Regions from separate parts of the Mus musculus genome. Here region 2 is linked to region 1. Evidence: chromatin contacts called from public Hi-C data. All regions are on one chromosome and are shown on one strand. The core of a region is the stretch at or near the end of the contact, and the rest is flanking DNA. Distances in the headings are between cores, read along the strand shown. Region 1 has its middle 89 kb from the start of Gm46947. Region 2 overlaps Arhgap24 (Rho GTPase activating protein 24).

Region 1 (6,907 bases), core at 75-2,574:
ACAGCTGTTATCAAAATGAACGGATAAATGAGGAGAGGCAGCTAACGTTATAAGGATGTAAAAAACTGAATCTATGCATGCTATCAGTGGAAATGCAAAATGGTGCAGTCACAATGAAAACATGTAGATATCCCTCAAAAAATTAACAACAGAACTTCCACAGCACCCACAGCTCTGATTCTATTTACCCAAACATTGTAAATGGGATCTTAAGGACATACTAGCACCCCATGAGAAAATGTAATCGGTACAACAAAGGACTAGCCAATTTTAAAAGGCAAGGGGATCTGCAGTGCGCTGCAGTGGAGATCAGCCTTGAGGAGAGTGCGCTGAGTGAAGTAAGATGTGAAAGAAAAACGCTGTTGGATTCCACCTATGTGAGTATTTTTCAAGAGTCAAATTCATTGCATCAAAGTGGAATAATGGCTGCCAGTGGCTAGCACACTGAAATGGGGGTGGAGGGTGCAAACCAACAGGCACAAAGTCCCAAGTGGTCAGGATGAAGTCCCTTTGTCTGGCATTGTATCCACATCAGCAGTCACACAGCACCCTACACTAGCCAAACTATGGTGGCAGACGTCTGGCTAATTGCTCCTGTACGATACAATAAAAATTTTAAATGGTGAACTGCAACCTGTAGGTAAATCTCTCAGAGTAACGTCTGTAAGTAGAAAGAACATATCTCATTCAGGATTTAGTAAGTAAATAGGGCGTATCTAAGGGATACAAACACTTACAACCTGCCCCCAGAACTGCAAGAATATTTTATTCCCTCTAATGCTATATCCAGAAGTCCATACTGCCTAAACTTTACATCAATCCTGGCTAAACGCAGCAATAAAAATGTGTCTTACTTTGTGAGATTCTAAGACAAGAGGCCACATGTGTGAGTGATTGAAATCTGGGAACCAGCAACTTGGCATCCATTTTCAAAATCACAGTAAAAAGAAGCATATGTGCCAATTGTCCTTGCTAAAATAGGAGAAGATGAAGTAGGAAAATATGTTTTAAATGCCAAGACCCTGGCAAACATTCCTGGTGAATCATAAAAAGCGAGTGAGAATATGACCAGGTGTGGGGAAAATGCCAAGTGGCCAAACAAAGGGAAGAAACAGAAGCGGCAAGATGATAAAGAACATCTTCAATGGAGATGACATGGGAGAGAACTGTGGGCTGCCAAAGATGTGACACGGAAGGAATGACCTTAAGGCTTAGGTTGTTAAAGGGGCAGCATTAAAATACACAGCAGAGCAGCTGTCCAGCTGTTACCCACTGAAGCATCCGCTCTGTAAACTGCAGTGTCATGGCATGGCCACGAGTCCGCTAACATTTGTGTCAATCTTTCCTTGCTCCCTTGCTCTCGAGGTCTTCAGACTATGGAGCAGCCTGGACCTAGACTGCATGCCTCAGCTACGATGGGCAAGTGATGCTGTCTGGGGCTCGGACCCATGAGGACTGTACCCTTGGAAGAGTTTGCGCTGGACAAGTCTGCTCTGGCTGAGGAAGCTCTGAGGCTGCAGGGAACTGCGGAAGAGAAACATCGCCACCTGACTGCCTCGCTTTAGCCCTGGGGTGAAAAGGATCACAAGCTGGAGGGGGCTTCCCTGTGGGGACATCTGGGAGTCCTGTCACCATTAAAGACGTTTCCTTTGTGACCGCTCTCCTCCTGATATGCCTGTCCTCGAGTTACACACTGTGACAGAGGTGGCTGGAGTTTTAAAACGGGAGGACTCTTTCACCTTATGCTATCTCTTGTCTTTATAATTCCATCTCAACTCTGTACTTAGAATAACAAAAACGTGTGTTAAAGGCTAAGAGCAATAAAAATAAAATACAAGAAGCAATTGAAACTTGTCAAGGAAATTTCCATGAAGGAAAAATTATAAAAAGATCTTTCTCAAGGTAACATTTTTCTCTGATGTGTCAAATATTTCCAAGAGCTTTCTTTGGAGTTCTATCAGTGGCATGGATATAAACCCAAGAGAATGAGGCTTCTTTTAATAGACTTTCCATGTACCAGGAAGCTCAACACAGTGGTTAGTGATGGGAATTCTGGAGTCCAAAAGCCCCCATTTCAGAACTGGCAGGTCCTCTAAGTAAAGTTAAACAAAATTTAGTGAAAGGACAGACTCAATACAGAAGGTTTTCCCTAAGCAGAGCATAATACCATTGTGATCTTCAGATGGCCTAAAGAAAATATTGACCTCCACATAGCTACTTAATTCCAGTTTTTAATATATCAGAGAACATGTAAGGAAACAGGGCAGTGGAAATTCTGGAAGATATTACTAAATGTAAGACTACCCTGCTAACTCAGGGGAAAAATGAATTCATGGTGTAATAAATTTTATGAATTTGTCATCAGGAGCTGCTCAGGTTTACAGTGATTTTTGCCATCAGATGTCCAGTCTGACTCTAGCCTGCTCTTGGGACCCTTTTCCTCCTACTAGATTGCTTCATCCAGCTCTGGTGTGATGTGATGTGCCTGGTCTTATTGCATCTTGTTACCCCTGGGAGACCTGCTCTTTTCTGAAGGGAAATGGAGGAGGAGTGGATCTGAGGGAAAGAGAAGGGGGACAGAAGGGATTGGAGTCGGGAGAGGGGAGGCTACAGTTGGGATATATTGTATAAAAGAAGAAATAAAAAGGAAAACCAGCAATAATAATTTTTAAAACAATTTTTAAAAAGTGGGAAGCATTTTGTTTTGAGGTTGTTAATTGAAATACAAGGATCTATTCAACAGAGTTTTGTTTACATGAAAGGGTTAACTAATTAGAAAGTTCTAAACATGGCTACCTTGGAAACAGTTTTAAAATAGGCTTTTAAGCATTGTATAGACAGACATGTGTGCACGTACATGCATACAAATTATATATAAGAATTAAAGACAAATTTGTATTTATAGTTTTAACATTATTCTGTATCATTCATTCCTAACATTTAAGATTATGCAAATAATGATCCCCATTCTGAAAAATAGTAAACACAGACTGGACATATGAAAATCTTCAAATGGAATAAAATTTCTATTGTACTTTTGGTACTCTGTCAAAGATTGTTCATTGTTTTTAATTTTCTTTCTTTATTTACTTTTGTGTGTACGGGTATTTTGGCTACACATATATATATATGTGTATCACGGAACATGCAGATACCAGAAGAGTGCAGGAGGTTCCCGGGGACTAGAGTTACAGATGGTTGAGTCACCGTGTAAGTGCTGGGATCACAACCATGCTCTCTGGAAGTGTCCAGTGTTTATAACCACTGATCCATCTCAAAAACCCAATAGTTATTCTTTTGAAGATAAGTTTTGAGTAGTTTTGAACTGAATAATAGCAGAAGTATAACTTATAAATGTTTCTGGACTATAAGTCAGGCAGTGCTTACGTGTTGTGCTAGAACAGAACACGGGGGAAGAGGAGACAGTTGGGAGTCAGTAATGGACTCACTCAGCAAGCTTGAGGGCTGACCATAGAGCCTAGAACCCAGGTAAAAAGTTGAGTGCAATGGAAAAACCTATAATAACCCCAGTGATGACAGGTTGGGAGGCAGATACAGGCAGATCCTGATTGTAGTAAAATCCAAGCAGGTGTGATAGTTTCAATTTGAATTCCTTATGGCAGGTTTACATGAATTTGATGTAAACACAAATTTAGTTGATTTCCTTCATCTTGAACAACCCAGCCATTTGTTTCAGTAGTGTACTGGCTAGTTTTGTGTCAACTTGACACAGCTGGAGTTATCACAGAGAAAGGAGCTTCAGTTGAGGAAATGCCTCCATGAGATCCAACTGTAAGGCATTTCCTCAATTAGTGACCACGGGGGAAAGGCCCCTTGTGGGTGGTGCCATCCCTGGGCTGGTAGTCTTGAGTTCTATAAGAGAGCAGGCCGAGCAAGCCAGGGGAAGCAAGCCAGTAAGGAACATCCCTCCATGGCCTCTGCATCAGCTCCTGCTTTCTGACTTGCTTGAGTTCCAGTCCTGATTTCCTTGGTGATGAACAGCAGTATGGAAGTGAAAGCCGAATAAACCCTTTCCTCCCCCAACTTGCTTCTTGGTCATGATGTTTGTGCAGGAATAGAAACCCTGACTAAGACAAGTAGCTATTTCTGATTCACTAAGACCCAGTAAATAATGACACTGTCTTTTCTGTCAGTCTGTATCGCCCAAGCCACAACCTCCCCACATTTTCACAGCATTGGATAGTACATGGCAAATAAACTGGATCTTTGTCTTGCTTTCATGATCTTAGCAAGGAACATGATCAATATGTCCTCATTAAGAAGAATGTGACTTGTGCATTTTTCAAGATGCCTTGTATCAATTGAGTTTCCTAATTTTCCTAGTTTTCTGACAATTTGTATCTTGACTTATAGCTGAATTTCTTAAATGTCCTTTCTATATTTCCTGAGATCACATTTATACCTTTATTTATTTCTGTTATTACAGTAAGTTAAAATGACTTAAAGGGTTAAATCAAACATTATTATGTTAAGCCACACTTAGCCAATATTGCTGGGATGCAGTTCAATACATAGGCAACCTTTTATAGTGTTTTGAATAAAATAAGAAACTAGATTAGTACGAAGATAATTATAGACTATCATTGCATGTGTTATATACAGTTTCATAAGTTGTATATATGTGTATTGGTTGTACTTGGCTTACTCACTTTTATCAAGGATGCTGTGTGTCCATGTTCATGAGGGATATTCATTTATACCATAATGTCTTTGTCTAGTTTTTGTGTTGAGATTATTCTCTGATTACTGGATTATATTAGTAAGATTCCTTCCTCCATGATCTTCCAAGATAGGGTGAATATGATTAGAATTTTTTCTTTGTGGTAATATAGTGAGCAGTTGTGACAGCTGGATCTATAGAGTGTTATGTGTGCATGTGTGTGTATATGTCTGCGTACAAGTTTGGTTACTTTCAGAAGAGATGACCATCATCCTGATTTGAATATGCTTGACCCAGGGAGTGACACTATTAGGAGGTGTGGCCTTGTTGGAATGGGTGTGCCACCGTGGGGGTAGGCTCATCTATGCTCAAGTCTGGCCAGAATCAATCTCTTCCTGGCTGCCTTTGGATCAAGATGCAGAACTCTCAGCTCTTTCTCTAGCACCATGTCTGCCTGTATGCTGCCATGCTTCCTACCATGATGATAATGAACTAAACCTCTAGACCTATAAGCCAGTCCCAATTAAATGTTGTCCTTTATAAGAGTTACTTGGGTTGTGGTGTCTCTTCACAGCAATAAAACCCTAACTGTGACAGCAATTTTAATTATTTTTCTCCCTTTTGATAATGTATGTTATTGAAGGTCATCACCTACTCCCACTGAATCTAAAACCACAAAGGCTCATGGTGGCATGTGCTGCAATCCTGTCATTCAGGAAGCTGAGCCCTGAGGGTAGTGATTAGCTCAAGAACAGTCTTAGTCAATCACAAGGTCTAGTCCAGCCTCAGAAACTTAACCATACAGTGTCTCAGAAGAACAAAACAAAGTAAAACAAAAGAGCCAAATCCTTTAGGAGCACGGGTTTTCTCCTCATTTTTAAGAACTGAGAGCTGAAGTTTATCTCGCATAGCGTAGCCACAGCTCAGCTTGGGAGCGTTGAGACTTGAGGACAACAGTGGCTCACATCTGTCCATCGGTATCTGATGACCTCCGCTGAGGAAGGTATCCTGAGCTCCCTCCCAGTGCACATCCACTCCTTGCCTGTAAACGCTTCCGTGTAGTCCGCCTCTCTGAGGTTTTACCTGTCCACCTACTCTTAGGCGCTTAGAGATGATTGCACTTCTTTGGATTTTACTAGTTGAACTCTCAGAAGATCATTTGAGTTTCCAAATCCTGTAGGTACTTCATCGGGTATCTTCATCCTAGCACCCAAACTTTCACGCCTCTCTGCCTCCAAAAGCCTCACACCTGTGCTTCGTTTTCTCATTAACTGTCAACAACTATTAGACAAAAAATTTTACTTTAAAAATGTTTTTAAAAAAACAGACAAACAAATAAAACAGGAACCCTCTTGAGATGTGAAACCACGGTGCCGTTACAAAACCACGTGCATTCTGGAATGCCGGCTGCTTTCTGAATCCTTTGTTTATGCGAAGATGAGATTGGAGGAGGAAGCTGGGGATCATGAAATCTGAAGCGGTCGCCGTGTTCAGGGGCTGATGGTGTTCATGGAGGGTCTTGCAGCCATGTCTTCTTGAATTCCATTCCTTGGTGATGGCTGGAAACTTGCATGCACTCCTTGCCAAATTGTGTCCGGATGGGCAAGCTCTCCTGGTGTGCAACCTAATCCCTGCTCCCCAGTTTGTGGGCAGCCCAGGGTAACACACCACCAACCGCAACCTGATTGGTCCACTCCTCCAGCCTTCACCACAGCACACTGTACCCATCCATCACTGCCTCTTCAAAAGAGGGCCCTGGCGGCTTTGATGTGATTTTCTAAAGTCTCAGTGCGTTCCAGCAAATCGGGGACTCAGCCTTGAATTGCCTTTTTGATGATAAATGATCAGAACAACTTGGTAAAAACATGAAATAGCTCTTGAGTTTAATTCTGAGAACTTTATATGTGAGTGCTGTCTCTATATCACTCTTGCCTTCCCACCCCTTTGCAATTCCTCTTGTATCCCCCACCAAAATTCATTACATCTGGGGAAGGTATCCCATGACTGGCACTGGGTATTTTGTTAAATGGTTCATGGTCCTTGGAAGGAAACATCATTACCTCATGTGGTATAACTACACACACACACACACACACACACACACACACACACACACGCACACACACACACAGTTTATGTGGATGGATATGTATGTACATACATATAGAATTGGCCTTTCTAAACATTCTGGTGTTATTTATCTCTCCTTTCTCCATCTCCCATATA
Region 2 (6,494 bases), core at 1,809-4,308, 430 kb before region 1:
TGCTGTTGTTGTTGTTGCTGCTGCTGTTGCTGCTGTTACTGGTCTTGCTGTTGTTGTTACTGTTCTGTCTATTGTTGTTACTGTTGCTGCTGCTGTTGTTCTTGCTGCCACTGTTACTGTTTTTGCTGTTGCTGTTGCTGTTGTTATTGCTGTTGCTGCTGCTCCTCAGGTGGTCTGCTCTGAATGCACTTCTCAATACCACTCGCCCCAACTCAGTGCTAAAGTTGTATTTGTGGGAAATGGTTTATCAAACAACAATTTAGAGGAGTGGATAGTTTCACAATCTGATGAAAGTCTCTCAAAAGTTCAGCAGATCCAAACACTCTTTACTGTGATGGTTTGAATGAGAGATGTCCTCCACAGGCTCGTGTGTTTGAATACTTGCTCCCAGTTAGCGGTGCTGATTTGGAAGGTTCTGGTATTTTATGAGGTGGGTCTTTGTTGGGGGAAGTATGTCAAAGACTTACTTTAAATGTTTTGGGCCTAGTCCCTCATCTCCTTCCCTCCCTTCCTCCCTCTCCTTTCCTCCTTCCCTCCGCCCATCCATCCATATGCCCCCCTCTTTCTATTCCTGCCCTTGCTCCTTCCTGTATGTGGATGAATTGCAATCACCCAGTTCCCTGTGCCTGTCACTATGCTTTTCTTGCCTGTTGCTATGTCTCCCAAACCATGATGGACTCCATACATGTGGAGCTATAAACTAAAACAAAGTCCTTCTCCCCCAAGGTGCTTTTTGTCACCATATTTGATAACATTGACAGAAAAGTACCTAGAACATTTAGTATCTCTATTCCATGACTGCCACCACCATTAGTAGTAATTTTCCTTTAAAGCATTTTTACCATTTTATTACACATACACATGAGATGTGCTTATAGAATGGATATGTTCATGTGGGGGGTATATGGGCATTCTATGGCACACGTGTAGAAGTTAGAGGGTAGCCTCTGTTATAAATCCTTACCTTCCTTTCTATGGTCTTGTTTACTGTGGCATACATGAAGCCTGTGAGCTTCCCGGGATAGGATTCTCCTGTCCCTGCCTTCCATCTCACTGAAGAGGCAGTGGGATTACAGACATGTGCGATGACATCCAGTTTCCTTGGGTTCTGGGAATCTGAGCTCCTGTCTTCACATTTGTGCAGCAAGCAGTTTATCCACCCACAGATCCATCTCCTGAGCCCTTAGTTACAGCTCACAGATGTGCAGTGGACAGATGGCTTCCAGCCTGCAAACCCTTGATTTTCCCTTAGAAGTAAGTAAATGCGGCTCACAGAAGGACATAAATTTATGGCACATATGACACTGGGCATACACAAACTTTGTTGAGTTCCAAGCAATGACTAACATTTTTAATGCCAACTTGAACTGAAGTTGTCCACAGAACAAGAATTAAAGAAACCTCCTCAAAATCCACATTTAGAACATAATCTGAAGCCGCACATTAAATCTTTTTTTCTTACTATTTGATTCTTAACTGATGCTACATCTGTTTGGCTATAGGAATGGCATTTCATTTATGTGTCATTCCTCATTCAAGAAGCGTTGGCTACTACTAAGAGATCTTCAGTATCTGTCTGTGGTCAGAGGGCTATGATGTCTGCAGTGCTGTCGGTTACCATACCACACCCTGTTGACTAAGACAGTCAGGTGACTACATAGAGGAAAGAAACCAAGACATCTCCTACCACCAGGGAGCTGTTGGCGAGTGGCTGTCTTCTCCTGAGACTTGGTGGTAACTTCACTGAGCACTTCAGAAGGACTTCCTCCTTCTGTAACTGCCTCTCTAATACAGTCTACTACTCTGTGTGCATTGTGTGTGGTGAATGTAAGTGTATATAAGTGTCCTTGATGGTGGACACACATAGAGGTACATAGAGGGAGGTCAGAGATCAACAGTATGTCTTCCTCAGCTTAACTTTTGAGACAGAGTGTATCACTGAACCTGGAGATCACTGATTGCCTAGACTGGGTAGGCAATGAGCTCCTGAGTCCCATAACCCTCTTACCTCTACCTACCCCCATCTACCCACACAGCCCTCCTTCCACACTGGAGTTCATGTCCTGTGCCTCCACACCTGGCTTTTTAAGCATAGGTAGTGGGATCCAAACTCAGGTCCACACGGTTGTGTGACAATCACATTAGGGACTGAGCCATCTCCCCCTACTCTCCTCAGTACCACTTATATCCAGTATCCTAATGTAGGTAGGAGTTGACATCTCTGTTTCTCCATAGCCCACGTGTTCACACAAACAACATACATCTGAGGCCTTGCTCCTCAGATTACGGCCAAATACCAGCAAACACTAACACAGTGTTTACACAGCTGCTCTTTCCTCTTCATGATTAAGCAAGTTTGAGTACCAACAAGTTCCACACCATTGTGCAGTTCTGACCTTGACCCCATTTAGGTTTTGCTGTGTGCACTGGGAGGCTTTGGCCTTTTTCTCTCACACTTGTGAGGTCAAACAAGTTTCTTTCTCCAGAAACTTTTCTTTTCAAGCCAGTCATTTTTGAAGTTTTCCTACCTTAAATTATATGATCCTTCATTTCTTATTGCTTGTCACAGACACCCACAATTTATAAAAACACCCATCTTCCATCTAAGAAGCCCTAATATTTGGCTACTCTTCTAGGCTGGATGGCATATCCTTCTACTCTCTAGATTTTATTATGGGGCCAGCAATCTTACTATATTTTCTCTATAACAGGAAAACATCAGAGCCACACTGCTGCTATCTATGTTAGAGCATCCAGGCAGACCTCACATATCCCATAGCTTCTCTGTCACTGTCACTCCAGCAAAGCATGTCTTCATTCCTAGTGGACCACAAGATAAAATTCTTTTAAGAACTCTCAACATCATATGTTCCTAGAAGCATCGAGGATTTGTGTAACTGCTGTCTTAGTGCAGAGATATAGAGATGGCCCGGGGTACCTAACAGCTAAAACACTCATCAGTTTGAGTCTTTTCATGCAAGCATGCCTTTAAATCCAGCCATTTAGAGGCTAAGGCAAGTAACTGCTTCTGAGACCTGTAGAGGGCAGTGTTGACGTGCATTCTGTACTGTGTTCCACATTCTCACAACCCAGGCATCCAAAGAAATGGAGCATCTCGGTGAGTCCAGTTATCTTAGTAAGGATACCTAGTTTATTGTTCCTACCTTTGAGTACCTCACAACATATTACAACACCATTCCTTTAACAAACATCCTCTCTACTCCTTCAAGCACTGTTTCTATAGACTGTTGTATTCTGATGATTTTTTAAAAACCACTAAAAATGATTCTGTTTTAAACTAAACTCCAGCTTTGAGTATGGCTCAATCCTGGGCTACTGTAAGGTCATGACATAGCGGGTTCTGTTTTTCTTTTTTGTTTGATGTGTCCTCAATGCTTTGCTTTTCTCAGTCCCGGTACAAAAAGTAGTTGCTGAGACTGCCTCTCAGACATTTTATTTTTCTCTTAGGAGATGTGCATTAGATCCATTGTCCTTGGAAAAAATTTAATAGTGTCATGATTTGAGATCAAAGTGAAACTCAAACTCGTGGTGAGACCTAGCAAAGTTAAAATGCTTACATCAGAGGTGGATTTGCTTGTTGCTTCAGGCATGTCATTGAAAGCAGAAGGACAGTTTCTAATGCTGAGCAGGGTGGATTTAAGTGAGGGGAAGCCGCAGCTGTGACATGGCCATTTGTACCCACTGGCAAAGATGCGCAACCTTGATCTGATCAGATGGAAACAAGGTTTGTGAAGACTATCATTTCTGTATTTTCAAAGAAACAGACCAACAACCTGAGTGCTGTCCCAAACCAGGTCACTTCCTAACAGAGAATAGCTTACCTACTCTACAGTTCAGATAGAAGTTAGGGCACAAGATGGATAGTTTTTAAAAATAAAGTTTTATAAGGGATGAAGAAAAACAGTCAAAACAAATATCACAAGAAAAAATGCAGCTCTTGAAATTGAATGGTTCAGGAATTGATTAATGGATCTACAGGATGGTTTGAGAACTGATTAGTGGGTCTACAGGATGGCTGGATGTCTCAGGAATTTATTAGTAGATCTACAGGATGGCTGGATGGCTCAGAACTGATCAGTAGGTCTATAGGATGGATGACACATGAACTGATTAGTGAGTCTATAGGATGTGTGGATGGCTTGGGAACTGATTCGTGGGTCTAGAGGATGGATGGCTCAGGAACTGATTAGTGGGTCTACAGGATGGATGGCTCAGGAACTGATTAGTGGGCCTAGAGGATGGCTGGATGGCTCAGGAACTGATTAGTGGGTCTAGAGGATGGATGGCTCAGGAACTGATTAGTGGGTCTAGAGGATGGATGGCTCAGGAACTGATTAGTGGGCCTAAAGGATGGCTGGATGGCTCAGGAACTGATTAGTGGGTCTACAGGATGTCTGGATGGCTCAGGAACTGATTAGTGGGTCTACAGGATGGATGGCTGAATCTGAAGCATAGAAGATAGGGAGTGTGGGGCTGCATTACACAGATTAGGATCTGAATCACGAAGGGAAAATTCTTTGACAAAGTGGGTGTTCTAGGTGAGCCTGTCTATTCCTGCAAACTGGGCACCTGGTTGCTAATCCCCTCATTTGACCACTTGAGCAATATACACAGTGCAAACCCAACAGCACTTATATCACTGCTCCAGCTGCACCCTTTCAACCACCCTGGAAAATCTCCAAGACAATAGGAAGACAAAACAAGCCCACAAAACTGCCCTAGGTTTTGCTTGCAAGCCAATGTGTCCTTTGCATGTAATTGTGTCCATTTGTTGGTTTGTTGATTTTCTAAGATTCTCAGTCTCCAAGGGAAGGATCTGCATTTGGGAAAGTCAGTATCAGAGCATCAAGCCTTGAAGCTGGCTGGGCATTGGGATAAGCTGTGGAATTGATGGGAAATATCCTTCTAAACTACTCCTTCAGGATGCTGCTTCAGAGAACAGCCCAGCATGTTTTATACTTACACTGGTGTTCTGTGGCCAGCTAGATCGTTATTCAGATATTCATGGCAACAGCGGCTATGTTTTATTCACTTCTCATGGTTTCCATATCAGGTAGCATGCTAACAGGTACCAAATAAACACTTACATTTTTAAGCCTCTCTCCTTTTTCTCCCTTTACTGGACACTGAGATACTTTAGTTGATCGTGACAGCTATTTTAACCAAAATGGTACCTTATTTTAAACTCACACCCACATTTAAGTATGGTGTGGAATTAACGGTGGAAAATACTCCCTGTCTGCTGCTTTATGGTTACCTTTAAATATGATATTCTGTATCAGGTGGCAAATTCTTCTGGTGGTTATTATACTTATTAAGAAAAATATCTTCCTGAGTGAGGTAGCCCAGACACAAAAGAACACACATGATATGTACTCACTGATAAGTGGATATTAGCCCCACAGCTCAGAATACCCATGATACAATTCACAGACCATATGAAGCTTAAGAAGAAGGAAGACCACAGTGTGGATGCTTCAGTCCTACTTAGAAAGGGTAGCAAAATAATCATGGGACATAGAGGGAGGGAGGGACCTAGGAGGGAAAGAGAAGGAAGGGGGGGGGAAGGAACAAGATGAGGTATGGGAAGAGATGAAAGAGAAGTACAGAGGGTCAGGAAATTGAACAAAAATATGTAGCAGTGGGGCATGAGGAACTGGGGTAGCCACTAGAAAGTCCCAGATACCAGGAAAGCAAGAGGTTCTCAGGACCCAACAGGGGTGACATAAGCCAAAGTACCCAACAAAGGGAAGAAAGAACCTGTAGAAACCATGTCCAGTAAATAGGTAAATCCCAGTTGAGGGATGGGACTACTCAAAAATATCAACCCAGAAATTTTCCTGTCTAAAGGAGAAGCAGGGACAAAAAATGGATCAGAGACTGAAGGAAAGGCCATCCAGAGACTGCCCCACCTGGGGATTCATCCCATCTGCAGACACCAAACCCAGATACTATTAATGATGGCAAGAAGCACTTGCTGACAGGAGCCAGCATAAGGAGGTGCTAGAGCAGTGAGGCAGGAGTGGGTGAGTGGGTGGAGCACCCTCATAGAAGTAAAGGGGAGGGGGATGGGAGAAGGGGGTTGTGGCAGGGAAAGTGGGAAGGTGGACAACATTTGAAATGTAAATAAACAAAATAATGAATAAAAAGAAACATCTAAATTAAAGCTTATAGAGGTGTGCATCCACAAAGGTACTCTGAAAGGTGAGGTCATCATTAAATGGGAGAAGAGTTTTAAGTGATAGTGGGAACCCTGGAACCGCTGTAACTAGGATTCATCACGTGCAGACCTCTTGTCTTACACGTTGTTCTGATGTTCCATTCGTCAAGTATGTCAATGACACAAACAATCATGGGGTTTGCTCCTAACAACCGGGGCAAAGAGTTGTGAAAACAGCCACTCAATTAGCTATTCAGCTTCAAATAACTCATTCTTTCACAATATTAGAGTGTCACTCAACAACTAATAAGCT

What was found. A called contact is a pair of places that touch in the nucleus more often than the background predicts.
Region 2: a contact with region 1 is called in a Hi-C map of muscle stem cells, with 3 times the contacts expected there. The contact joins two enhancer-like sites. A contact is called at or near these places in 1 of 15 datasets of contacts at CTCF or cohesin (large pre-B cells), 2 of 484 Hi-C or Micro-C datasets (muscle stem cells and myocytes) and 1 of 115 datasets of contacts at active chromatin or transcription factors (fibro-adipogenic progenitors).

What each region holds. Positions count from the first base shown.
Region 1 is chr5:102,261,303-102,268,209 of GRCm38.p6, reverse strand. It overlaps a transcript of Arhgap24 not described here. Among named protein-coding and RNA genes, the nearest start is that of Gm46947, 89 kb to the right of the region's middle. Within about 2 kb of position 1,324, at least 14 of the 459 cell types and tissues checked have an H3K27ac peak or open chromatin away from gene starts, as enhancers often do. A contact at or near this core is called in muscle stem cells, where this site is marked.
Region 2 is chr5:102,689,240-102,695,733 of GRCm38.p6, reverse strand. All of the region lies in intron 3 of Arhgap24 (Rho GTPase activating protein 24), which reads right to left. Among named protein-coding and RNA genes, the nearest start is that of Gm30396, 61 kb to the right of the region's middle. Within about 2 kb of position 3,058, at least 14 of the 459 cell types and tissues checked have an H3K27ac peak or open chromatin away from gene starts, as enhancers often do. A contact at or near this core is called in muscle stem cells, where this site is marked.